Regions from separate parts of the Ovis aries genome. Here region 2 is linked to region 1. The links are chromatin contacts, called in public Hi-C maps. All regions are on one chromosome and are shown on one strand. Each heading gives the region's core, a stretch centred on a gene start, on an enhancer-like site or on the middle of the called end of the contact. The rest is flanking DNA. Distances are from core to core; before and after follow the strand shown. Region 1 holds the start of CDKN1C (cyclin dependent kinase inhibitor 1C). Region 2 overlaps KCNQ1 (potassium voltage-gated channel subfamily Q member 1).

What was found. Hi-C and Micro-C count contacts between places; a contact is called where the count stands out from the background.
Region 2: a contact with region 1 is called in a Hi-C map of tail adipose tissue, with 4 times the contacts expected there. The contact joins the enhancer-like site here to the promoter of CDKN1C in region 1. A contact is called at or near these places in 4 of 16 Hi-C or Micro-C datasets (hypothalamus, muscle and tail adipose tissue).

The regions. Positions count from the first base shown.
Region 1 is chr21:45,104,114-45,109,605 of ARS-UI_Ramb_v3.0, forward strand. It overlaps CDKN1C (cyclin dependent kinase inhibitor 1C), which reads left to right and starts at 3,050. Exons shown (of 4, transcript NM_001142510.1): 1 at 3,050-3,112; 2 at 3,286-3,926; 3 at 4,463-4,599; 4 at 4,709-5,405. The coding sequence starts at 3,050. The coding sequence ends at 4,596.
Region 2 is chr21:45,284,116-45,289,151 of ARS-UI_Ramb_v3.0, forward strand. The region is part of intron 10 of KCNQ1 (potassium voltage-gated channel subfamily Q member 1); the gene reads right to left. Among named protein-coding and RNA genes, the nearest start is that of CDKN1C, 180 kb to the left of the region's middle. Within about 2 kb of position 1,531, at least 19 of the 54 cell types and tissues checked have an H3K27ac peak or open chromatin away from gene starts, as enhancers often do. A contact at or near this core is called in tail adipose tissue, where this site is marked.

The DNA of each region.
Region 1 (5,492 bases), core at 1,800-4,299:
GCTCCCCTCCCCTCTTGCAGGATTTGGGGGCGAGAGTAGCCACACCCCTCCCAGTTCTGATGTCTGTACAAACCTTGTTCCTTTTCACTTGCTCTCTTCCTTCGGCTACATTTTTAATTACAAAAGTAGAGCCTGGTTGTTGTACCTAGATAGATGCTCGCTCTCAGAGGCTGTGGGCCTCTTCTCAGGGCAGAGCTCAGCTCCCCCTTACCCTCCATCCCAGGTTCAGGGAGGGATCTAGCCCACTCCTGGGACCAGCAGGCTCAGTAGGCCAGTGGGTACCACCCTGGGTCAAATTCTAGATCCCAGACTCAGAAAATCACCTCCCTGCACTAACAAGGTGGCCCAGAGAGGAGGTGTCCCCACGGCCCCTGGAGAAGTGTTCAGTAGGAAGTCAGAAGCCTGGCTGCTCTCTGCTCCCTCCCCTGTAGGACAGGTGGGGCTCAGCGAGGGGGGCCCCCGGGAACCATCCTGCCCAGGGCTCAGGTGCCCGAGGGCTCCACGGCTGTGGCGCTGTGTGACCTGGCGAGATGGCACACCCACCCCCGTCCGTGGAGATCAGGCTCTGAGTCACAGGCTGCTGGGCTTGTCACTGTGGAGGCCCTGGGGCCCACCTGCCTGGACTCAGCTGGCACCCGTGGAGGTGTCCTGTGTGCCCCGAAGTGGGTGGGGCGGCCCTCCCACGCCGTCCTCTGACGGTGCATGCAGAGGGCGGGTCACGTGGAGGCCTGGTTTAGGACCAGATCCCGATAATCTACCAGGCGCGTGCTAGGCCTTAGCCCTGTGGGGCCCTGGGCAGGCAGGTGCTCACACCAGGAGGCAGTCCCCGGGGGTCCAGAGCGGGGCTGGGAGGGTGGCGGCTTCTCAAAAGGAGACAGTCTGGAGACAACGCCTGGGCTGGGGGCTGGCCTTTCCCTGGCCTGTCTTCCTGGATGGCTGGAGCCGGGGCATCCTGACCCAGTGGGAAATCCTCGGGGCGAGGGCACACGGTTCCGCATTGTGTGTTCACTGCCTGCTGTGATCTGTGCATACGGCCTCTGGGGAGGCTGGCGCGGCCGTGGCACTCGGGTGGGGCGAGGCCCAGGCTGGGAGACACGAGCCCCGCCCAAGGGATCCACAGGGCCAGGGCAGCCTTTGTCATCTTGTTTTTTATTTTCCCGAAGGTAAAAACGTGTAGTGTCTGTACTTGCTGTGGGAAATTTGGACTAGAGTGTACAACAAAGAATAAAGAAATTGACACAAAGCATCACCTTTGGTCTTGCTCTCCAGAGCCAAGAGTGGTAACCTGCCCTGTCCCTCAGCTGGGTTGATGCCCCTCCCTTCAAACCTTGCCTCCCCTGAGCCACCTCCGGGGCGTCTGCAGTGTAATTCCCCGAGTGTCCCGGAACCCACAGGGGAGGCAGACAGGTGGGGTTGGGCCAGCCTCCTCTCACCTCCTTCACTGGGCCCTGGGCTCCCCCGGGTTCTGCTGGGCCCTGCAGCAGGCACCTGGCAGGTCACATCCCTGCCTGGGCTGCAGGAGGCACTTCCTAGGCTCTCAGCCCCAAGACGGGCTGGGCCAAGGCGAAGCAGATGAGTGCGATGGTCTCCTGTGACCCGGCTCAGAGAGCACCAAGGAGTGGGAGGCGGGCGGTCATGACCCTGCTTGGCAGAGCCTTCCCTTTCTGGGCTGGCCTCTCGGCCTGCCACTGTGGTTCGGCACACTAGCATTCTTAGGGGTGTACTTTTCAACTAACAGTGTTTATGGGTGCAAATGAAGGGGTGCCAGCCTTCCAGGATGGAGGAAGAGAGGTGCAGCTCTGGAGCAGAGCTGACTGCCCGCCCGTAATTTGGGGTTTCCCTTGGTGACAGAGATAGGGTTGGCCCAGAGGGTCAGCATTCAGCATAGGCAGTCAGGGGCCCAGGCTGGGCAGGGCCAGACCACCCCAGTGGAGAAGCCTCCAGTGCCCTGCCCACTGTCGAGCACTACAGCCTCTAGCCAACCAGCCTGGGCAGTCTGGACCCCCCGCCCCTGGCCAAGCCCTATGCAGCTGAGCACCCAGTTAGTGACGTGGTGATGGGCACAGCCAGTTTCCCATCCACGGAGCAGGGTGGGTGGCCTCAAGAGCTAGGGTCTTCAGACTCTGGCCCCAGACGACTACAGCTGGCCCTCAAGGTGTCCGCCACTTTGCCCTCGGAGAAAACAGGGGAGCAGAGCTTTCCCCCGCCGGGTCCCCCAGTTCCCTCTTCCTGTTAGCGCGAAGGCCTCCGGTCTACGGGTGTTAGCGCTCTAGGTGCGCGGAACCCCTGCAGGGACACAAGCTTTGGGCGTGGCTGGCCGCGCGGGGGCAGCCGAAGACCCCCTCTAGCTCCAGTCAGAGACGAGCCGTCCGCGGCGGCTTAAAGGCCCGTCAACTGGCACCGGAGGCCCAAGGCCGAGCGCAGGCGGCCGGGCTGGAAGACCCCCGGGGGGCCAGTTGGGCCAGGCTGCACGCCGGTCCTGCCGGGGGTCGTCGCCCGCCAAGCCCGAGAGGGCGCGCAGGCTGGGGTGGGGTGGGGGGTCCCGCGCCACCATCGCCTAGCAGCCCCCGCCTCGCAGACAAAGGAGCCGGCGGGGGGCGGGAGCGGGGGGGGGGGGCCGGGGGGATGGGGCGAGGGGGCGGGGCGCCGCGGTGTCACGTTACCGCCCGCAGCGCCCTTTAACTCCGGCCCCGCCCCGCGCCCCGCCCCCACCCCCGCCGCCGCGCGCGCCCCGCGGCCTGCCAATCGGCCCTCGCGCCCCGCCCCGCCCTCGGGTGGGTGTGTGCGCGGGGCCAATGGGCGGCGGGCGGGGGCCGGGCCGCCGGAGGGGCGGGGGTAGCGCGGCGCCGGCCAATCGCCGCGGTGTTGTTGAAACTGAAAATACTACATTATGCTAATTGCATCAGGGCCCGCGCGCGGGGGGGGTGGGACCCTCGCGTATAAAGGGGCGCGCGAGGACTGGGCGTTCCACAGGCCAAGTGCTCTGCGCTCGGTGGGTGCCAGCCAGGCCAGAGCCAGCCGAGCGAGCGAGGACAGGCACAGAGGGGGCGCGGCCAGCGGCCGGACGACACCGCGAGCGAGCCTCAGGAGCAGTCAGCGGCCCGACAGCCAGGTAGCCGCCGCGGGACACTCCCGCCGCGTCCCTGTGCAAACGCAGACTCCCGCTGCGCGGGGTCTCACTTGCGCGCGGCCCCCGCCCTATTTCCCTCCCCTCCTCCTTTTCCTCTCCTCTCCTGCCTCCCGGCCCCCGCAGACCCCGGACACGTCCGACGTGTGTCTCCGCAGAGCATTGGCAATGGAGCGCCTGGTCGCCCGCCGCACCTTTCCCATGATCGCGCGCACCAGCGCCTGCCGCAGCCTCTTCGGGCCCGTGGACCACGAGGAGCTGGGCCGTGAGCTGCAGATGCGCCTGGCCGAGCTGAGCGCCGAGGACCAGCGTCGCTGGGACTACAACTTCCAGCTGGACATGCCACTGCGGGGCCCCGGGCGCCTGCAGTGGACCGAGGTGGACAGCGACTCCGTGCCCGCCTTCTATCGCGAGACGGTGCAGGTGGGGCGCTGTCGCCTGCTCCTGGCGCCTCGTCCCCGCCCGGACGGCGCGGTCAATAGCCCGCCTCCCGGGCCGCCGGCCGATGAGTCCCTCGACGGCCTCGAGGAGGCGCCGGCGTCGCCGTCCAGCGGCCCGGCCGTAGCGCCTGCCCAGGCCGCGGCCCCGGCGCCTCAGGAGGGCGCTGAGCAGGAGGCGGTCCCTCCGCCGCGCGGCCAGGAGCCCCAGGCCGAGCCGCCGCACTCAGGGATTTCGGGGCGCCCCGCGCCGGGCACTGCCGCCGCTGCCACCAACACCGCCGCCAGCGGCGCCGCTGTTGCCACCACTGCCGCCGCCGGAGGCGCCGCGATCAAGAAGCTGTCCGGGCCTCTCATCTCCGGTGAGTCCCGCGCGGCCCCGCCCCGGCCCGGCTCGGCCCTGCTTTGTCCGGCCGGCCGGGTTCCCCGGCCCTCGGGGGCCTCGCTTGGTCCCCGCCTCCTCCGTGGCGTTAAAGGGCCCGCAGCGCGCGCGGCGAGGCTGCCCCTGCACCCCGTCCCCACCCTGTGGTCGTGCTCTCGAGAGGTTCGCCCGGGAGGGTTGGGAGGGCGCGCCCTGGTCCCCTCCGAGCACGATCCTCGCCGAGGCCGCCGAAGCCCCTCCTCGGGCGCGGCCCGGCGCCCCGATCGCGGCGCGGAGGGGGTTAAGCGCGGCGGTAGCCCCGGGGGGCTTGGCCGCGGGACAAGGGGAAATGCTTACACAGCGCATTGCGCGGCGACGTAAACAAAGCTGACCCGCCGCGGACCTCGGCGCGGGCGGGGACGGCGCCCCCACCGCGGCCCAGCAGCCGCCCGCGCGCCCCCCCCACGCCGCTCAGGCCCCTTCTCAGACTCCCCGGCCCGCCCCGCCATGACCGGCTAGGCGTGCTGTCGCCCTCAGACTTCTTCGCCAAGCGCAAGAGACCCGCGCCCGAAGCCAAGGCGTCGAACGAGGTTCCCGCGGGATGCGCCGCGCCTGGCGCCGCTCCAGCCGTCGGCTCGGCTGAGCAAACCCCGCGCAAGCGGCTGCGATGAGAGGTGAGGGCGGCGGCCGCGGCGGGGGGTGGGGGTGGGGTGGGGCGGGGCGCCCCGCGCGGTCCTCGAGGCCCCTGTGTCGCCCCTCGCTCACCGAACTTCTCTCCCGTAGCCTCGTGCCCAAAGAGCCCTGACGGAGCCCGTTGGGCAGCGGACAGGAGAGGAGCGCTGGGCCTCGGCTGGGACCGTCCATGTAGCAGCAACCGGCGGCAGCTGCCGCGAGCAGCGTTCGGTTTCGTGTTTAAAGTTTGACAACTGTGCAATGTATTAATAACGTCTTTTATATCTAAATGTATTCTGCCCAAGGAGTACACTGGTCCCAAGGTGTAAAGCTTTAAGAGTCATTTATATAAAATGTTTAATCTCTGCTGAAACTCAGTGCAAAAAAAATGAAAAAGACAAAAAAAAAGGAAAAAAGAAAAAAAACCCTGTATATTTGTACAAAAAGTTTTTAAAGTTATACTAACTTATATTTTCTATTTATGTGGAGGCGTGGGCCGCTCTGCCACGCCGCAGCTCGGTTATTGGTTATGCCAAAGGCACCTCACTCGCATCTGGTTATCAGCAAATGTAAATCTATTTTTTGTAGCGTATTCTGGGGGAGGGGTCACTCACAAGCTATAGCTGCCGTACAAGCCCATCTAGCTTGCAGTCTCTTCGCGCTTTCGCTGTCTCTTCTTACTATTATGATTATTTTAAACTTGAAGACAAATCTGTTTTTTTAAAAAATGGTTCCTGAGCCGTCTGCACCACTGCCCCGGCTCCTCGTCCGCCGGGTTCTAAATAAAGAGGCCGAAAAAATGCTGCAACTTAGCTCCTGTGTGCCTGTACTGCCTCCAGCTTCCGCCCCGGCGCCCCCCAAAAGTTAGGGAGGCAGAGCTCGGGGGAGCAGCCTA
Region 2 (5,036 bases), core at 281-2,780, 180 kb after region 1:
TTTCAAGTAGGGGTCTCAGCACGGCAGATTGCGGCCCAGGATGCCAGTCCCTCTCTGCCACTCTTCGCCAGCGAAGAGGGTCACCCCTGGGGAGTGGGGAGACAGAGGCAGAGCAGGCATAGGAGGCCAGAGAGTGGGGTGGCACCACTGTGAACCTAGACTCCAAGCCCCTGGAGCCTGCTCTGTTGTCCCCTTAGACTTTCCTCATAAAACACAAGTTTCAAAATGAAATAATAATTTCAAGATGGTGACAAGAGTATTAAACTCAAAGCATGGGACCCTCTGAGTACAGAGACCCTGGTGGTTGGTATCTGACCTCCCAGCAAGGGTGGACGACCCTCTGAATCAAGTGCTCCAACCTGGCTTTTGGCTGGGATGGAGATCAGGGGGCTAGGGAGATGGCCAATCTGGTCAGTTTCTGAAGGTCCAAGAGCAAGCTGTTAACACCTGAAAAGACGAAACCATTTTCCCTTTCCTCTCTGGCCTGAATCCTAAGATAAAACCAGATTCCGTCACTCGTGGAGAGATTCCTGGCTCTTTTCAGAGCAGTTGAGATGAACGGCCTTGTTGCAGGCCTTGGGTATGGGGACAACTGCCCACTCAACCCTGAGTGGAAGGCCAGGGGTAACAACTTCGGAGAACACCCTTAGAGTTCCATGTCACCAGACTGTTTTTGCAATTGGAATGGGAGGTTCATATTGCCCCAGGCTTGCTGGTAACACCTCAGCCGAGCAAGAGCTCCATGAAGACAGGGTTTCTCACTGCAGTTTTGGCAGATGCCTGGCACCAGGGAGGTGCTCCACAGACATGAAGATGAAGGGATGGAGGGAAAGAAAGATGGAGGGAAAGAGTGGGTGGGTGGATGGATGAGCCAATGGGTAGGTGGTGGCGGTGGTGGGTGGAAGGATGGTTGGGTAGGGGAGGCAGCCAAGAGACAAAGCCAGGATCCCCCTTCAGGTTCTGGAGAACTAGGAAGAGGAGGAGGAGGTCGCATACAGAGTAGTCAGGGTCCAAGAGGAAGGCCAAACACGTGGGCCACCTCAGCCTTGCCAACTCCCACAGGGTAGCCTGGGCAAGTCATGGCATCTTCCTCATAGGGTCTCCTGAAGACGGAGGAACAGAGCTCCCAAGGAAGGTCCACCCCCGAGGGAGAGGGAGGTGCTCTCCCCGGGCAGCCACACGGGAGCTCGCGCACCCCGTTCACCTGCCTGCGCGGACCCTGGGGAGGGCTGCACAGAGGGCCAGACCCTTGTGGAAAGCCACTGACGCTCCTCAGGGTCACTCTGGGGTGCACGGCTACCCATCAGGGGCAAGCTGGGCGCTGAGCGCGCCGCAGGCGGGGAACAGAATCCGATCGCGAGGGTGGACGCTCCGACCGCTGGGGTGGGGGTGGGGTGGGGGTGGGGGTGGATCAGCAGAGGCGTCTGGGCGGACGGGGCGGGGTGTGGCACGTGGCGCTGGGCTCGCCCGGCCAATGCGAGCCCGGGTGGCATCAGCATCAGCCCTCTCAGCCAATGGCAGAGCGCGGCACACCGCTTTCCACACCGCGGCCAATCCGCGCAGCGGCACGTGGCACGCCCGCCCCCGCAGGCTATCCAATCAGCTGCGGGGTGGCTGCCACATCTACCCCAGTCGGGGGCCACCGCAGCCACTCCGTAGACGGTCGCTGCTCCTGGCACGCGCAGGAGCTCGCGCAGCTCTCTCCTCCCGGCCGCGGGTCCCCTCAGTGCCGTGCTCTCTTCGCGGCCACCTTCTTCACGAGCTGGCTCTCCTCAGGCCGCGGTCCTTGGGCCGCGCTCTGTTCAGGCTGCGCTCGTCTCCTCAAGATGCTCCTCTGGCCGCGCACTCCACAGCCGCAGTCACCGCAGTGCCGTGCTCCTCACGCCGCTCTCCCCTCAGCGCACTTCGCAGGCTGCGCTCTCCTCACCGAGTCGCCGCTCCGGCCGCGCTCCTCATGGCTGCGCTCACCTCAGTGCCGCGGTCTCCTCACCGAGACGCCGCTCCGGCCGCGCTCACCTCAGTGCCGCGGTCGCCGCTCCGGCCGCGCTCCGCACGGCTGCGCTCACCTCAGTGCCGCGGTCTCCTCACCGAGACGCCGCTCCGGCCGCGCTCCGCACGGCTGCGCTCACCTCAGTGCCGCCGTCTTCGTGGCCACGATCTCCTCACGGCCGTCTGGGCTCGCAGTGCTCTGGGCGCGGTCCGCCTGGCGGCGCGGGGACTGGCAGTCGCCGCCTAGCTGAGGTGAGCTCAGTGTCTCGTGGGTGGGTGGTAGGCGGCTGGGTCGCCACGGTCGCCTCGCTGTGCGCCTACGTGGGAGCACGAAGCGCGTCGTGCTTCCGAGTCAGGGACGGCGGATCGAGGATGGGAGGGGACCTGTGACTGGAGGCCGCCTCGCCGTTCTGCTTCGGGGACCCAGGTCCGAGTCCCGGTCTCGGTGCGGGTCGGGGCTCCGAGTCCGTGATCGGATCGGGGTCTGTCCGCGCGTTGAGATGGGAATTCTGAGTGGCGTAGCTGAGTCCGCGTCAGGGCTCTGTGTGCGGGGTCCGAGTCAGGGGTCCGCAGTCCGCCTCACGGTCTACGTCGGGGACCTGGGGGGCGAGGGCCTGGGAGAGAACCGGGTTGAGTCCAGAGTCCGAGGCTGGGGCGGGGGTCAGGGTTGAGTGTGTGGTGTCCGCCCTGTGGTTCTGAGTCCAGGGTCGGGGCTGATGATGGGCACCCTGGAGGCCGAGTCGGGATCCGATTTCCCTGGAAGCGCTCCAGGGCGGGCGTCCCAGTTGGGGATTCGAGCCCGAGGCAGGGATCTCTGTCCGGGTTGGGATTTGGGGTTGTGAGTCGGAGATCGGAGTTGCGGTTAGAAGTCCAGGCTGGGAATCCGAGCCAAGAGTTGAGGTCGAGGTTTCTAGGTGCAGTGGAAATTCTGAGTCAAAGGTCAGTCCCGATGTTGGGGTCAGGATCTCGGGTCCAGGTTGGGTTGGGGTGAGGTGGGAGGAGGGAATAGAAATTGTGGCCACAGAAGTTGTGGCGTTGGAGGTTGATGACTCGGGTCAGGGGTTTCAGTGTGGGCAGTAGCTGGGACAGTCTCACTGCCACCCCTTACTGCTCCGCTGGTGCCTTTTCTGTAAAATAGAGGTTAAGTGCCTTTCCATAGGACTGTTCTGGGGATGAGAGAGAATCATTCATCCACTTTTGACCTAGATTGAGTACTAGCAAGAATGTTGCTAGTAATAGTAAAAACTGCATTTGAGGTGTGTTTCTCAGTCCCTTTCCTGGTTGACTCACCCCTGTCTGGGCAGAAAGCTCCCAGAAGGGACATTTCTGGTCCATTCTCCACTGCCTAACCAGGAGCCTGATACACAACCTTGCTCAGGCAATACTCCTTGAAGGAAAGCAGGCAGGCAGGATTAACCAGATTTCTATGGTGTCTCAAATGATCCATTTCTGCACCTGTTTTCCAGATACTCACTAGGAGAAAAATTTAAGGATTGAGTTGCTTGATTACAGTTCTATTTTAATGTGTTTCCAAACATGTTGAAGGGAAAAGTGGGCCTGTTTCAGGATTTATGCTCCAGCTAGAGGGATCTTTTTAAACTGTGAATCAGAGCATGTCCAAATTTAAATAAGGAAAGCACAAGAAAATTATGAACTATTTCCCTTATGAACATAGATGCAGAACTCCCATGTACAGCATTAGCTAGCTGAATCCAACAGTATATTAAACAATTCTTAAACAAGTGGGATTTCTCCTAGGAATGCAAAGATGATCCAGTATCAGAAATTCTATCCATGTAATTCACCACATTAAGAAACTAAAGGAGAGAAACCATATGGTTCTCAATAGAGGGAGAAAAACTATCTGATAAAGCTTAATGCTTTTTATGATTTGGGGGAGGGCACCACTTAACTAGCTAAGACTAGAAGGGAACTTCACTAAAATGATACAAGTCATATACAGAAACTTTACTTTTCAACAAACTCAGCAGAGAAAACAAAAGTGTGTAGTTCCTTTAAGATAAGGAGTACACTTAGGGTGCCATCCCTCGATATAGGAAAAGGAAAAGAAATGTAAGGAGAGAGCTAAAGAGAAAGACAAAACTGCTGATCGAAGATAGATTGTTTGTGTCAGGGTTCTTAAACATTTTTGTTTTAGGACCCTTTGTACTTTTAAAAATTACTGAAGTCCCTCAAGAGCTTTTGTTAATATGGGTTGCATCTGCTGATAGTTACCTTCTTAGAATTTAAAACTAAGAAATGCTTAAAACACACGATAGTACAAGCACATATTCCAGCGGGGTCCTGCTGCCTCTGGAAAACTCTTTAACTTGTGAGAGTAGAAACAGAAGAGGCAAATGTTGTCTGAGTAGTATCATGAAAATAGTTTGGGCCCTGAGAAAACGTTTCAAGGGGCTCTCTGGGGGTCCTTGGACCACACTCTGAAAACTACTGAGCTACATGGGAAAAAATTCAACTTTAGGCTCTAAAAGAGACTTCAGAAAAGTTTTTGGATATAAGATCAATGTCCCCCCTGCCCAAAGCATTTTTCTTATGCCTGTAGTGAATAATTTAAAAGCATGTTAGAAGCTAAGGTAGAAATTAGTGTAGCAACAAAGTTTATATTAGGTCTTTGGAATTAACAAAAAAGGCTTTTATGAAGAAAATTTTAAAATTTAATTGAAGGATAACATTTTATTGAAGATCTTTGATACAGAGAGACATTCTGTTCTCTTGGATGGGGCAGCTTAGCACTAGAGAGATGTCAGGTTTTTCCAAATGTGAAAACTCAATACAACTCTGGTTAAATTTCCAGTTGGAGCTTTTGAGGAACTTGACAAACATATTCTAAAGTGTATGTGAAAGAAAAAGATCTACAAACACCAAGTGAACTTTGCAAAAGGAGAACAGAGAAGGCCTTGTACCAGCAGATCCTGGGGCTTATTCCAAGCCTCAGTAATTGGAATGGTGGGCGACAGAGGCCCAGAAGAAACTTCAAAGGCAGCCCTGCATGTAGAGGAAGGTGGCATGAAATAGAGGTGGCACCA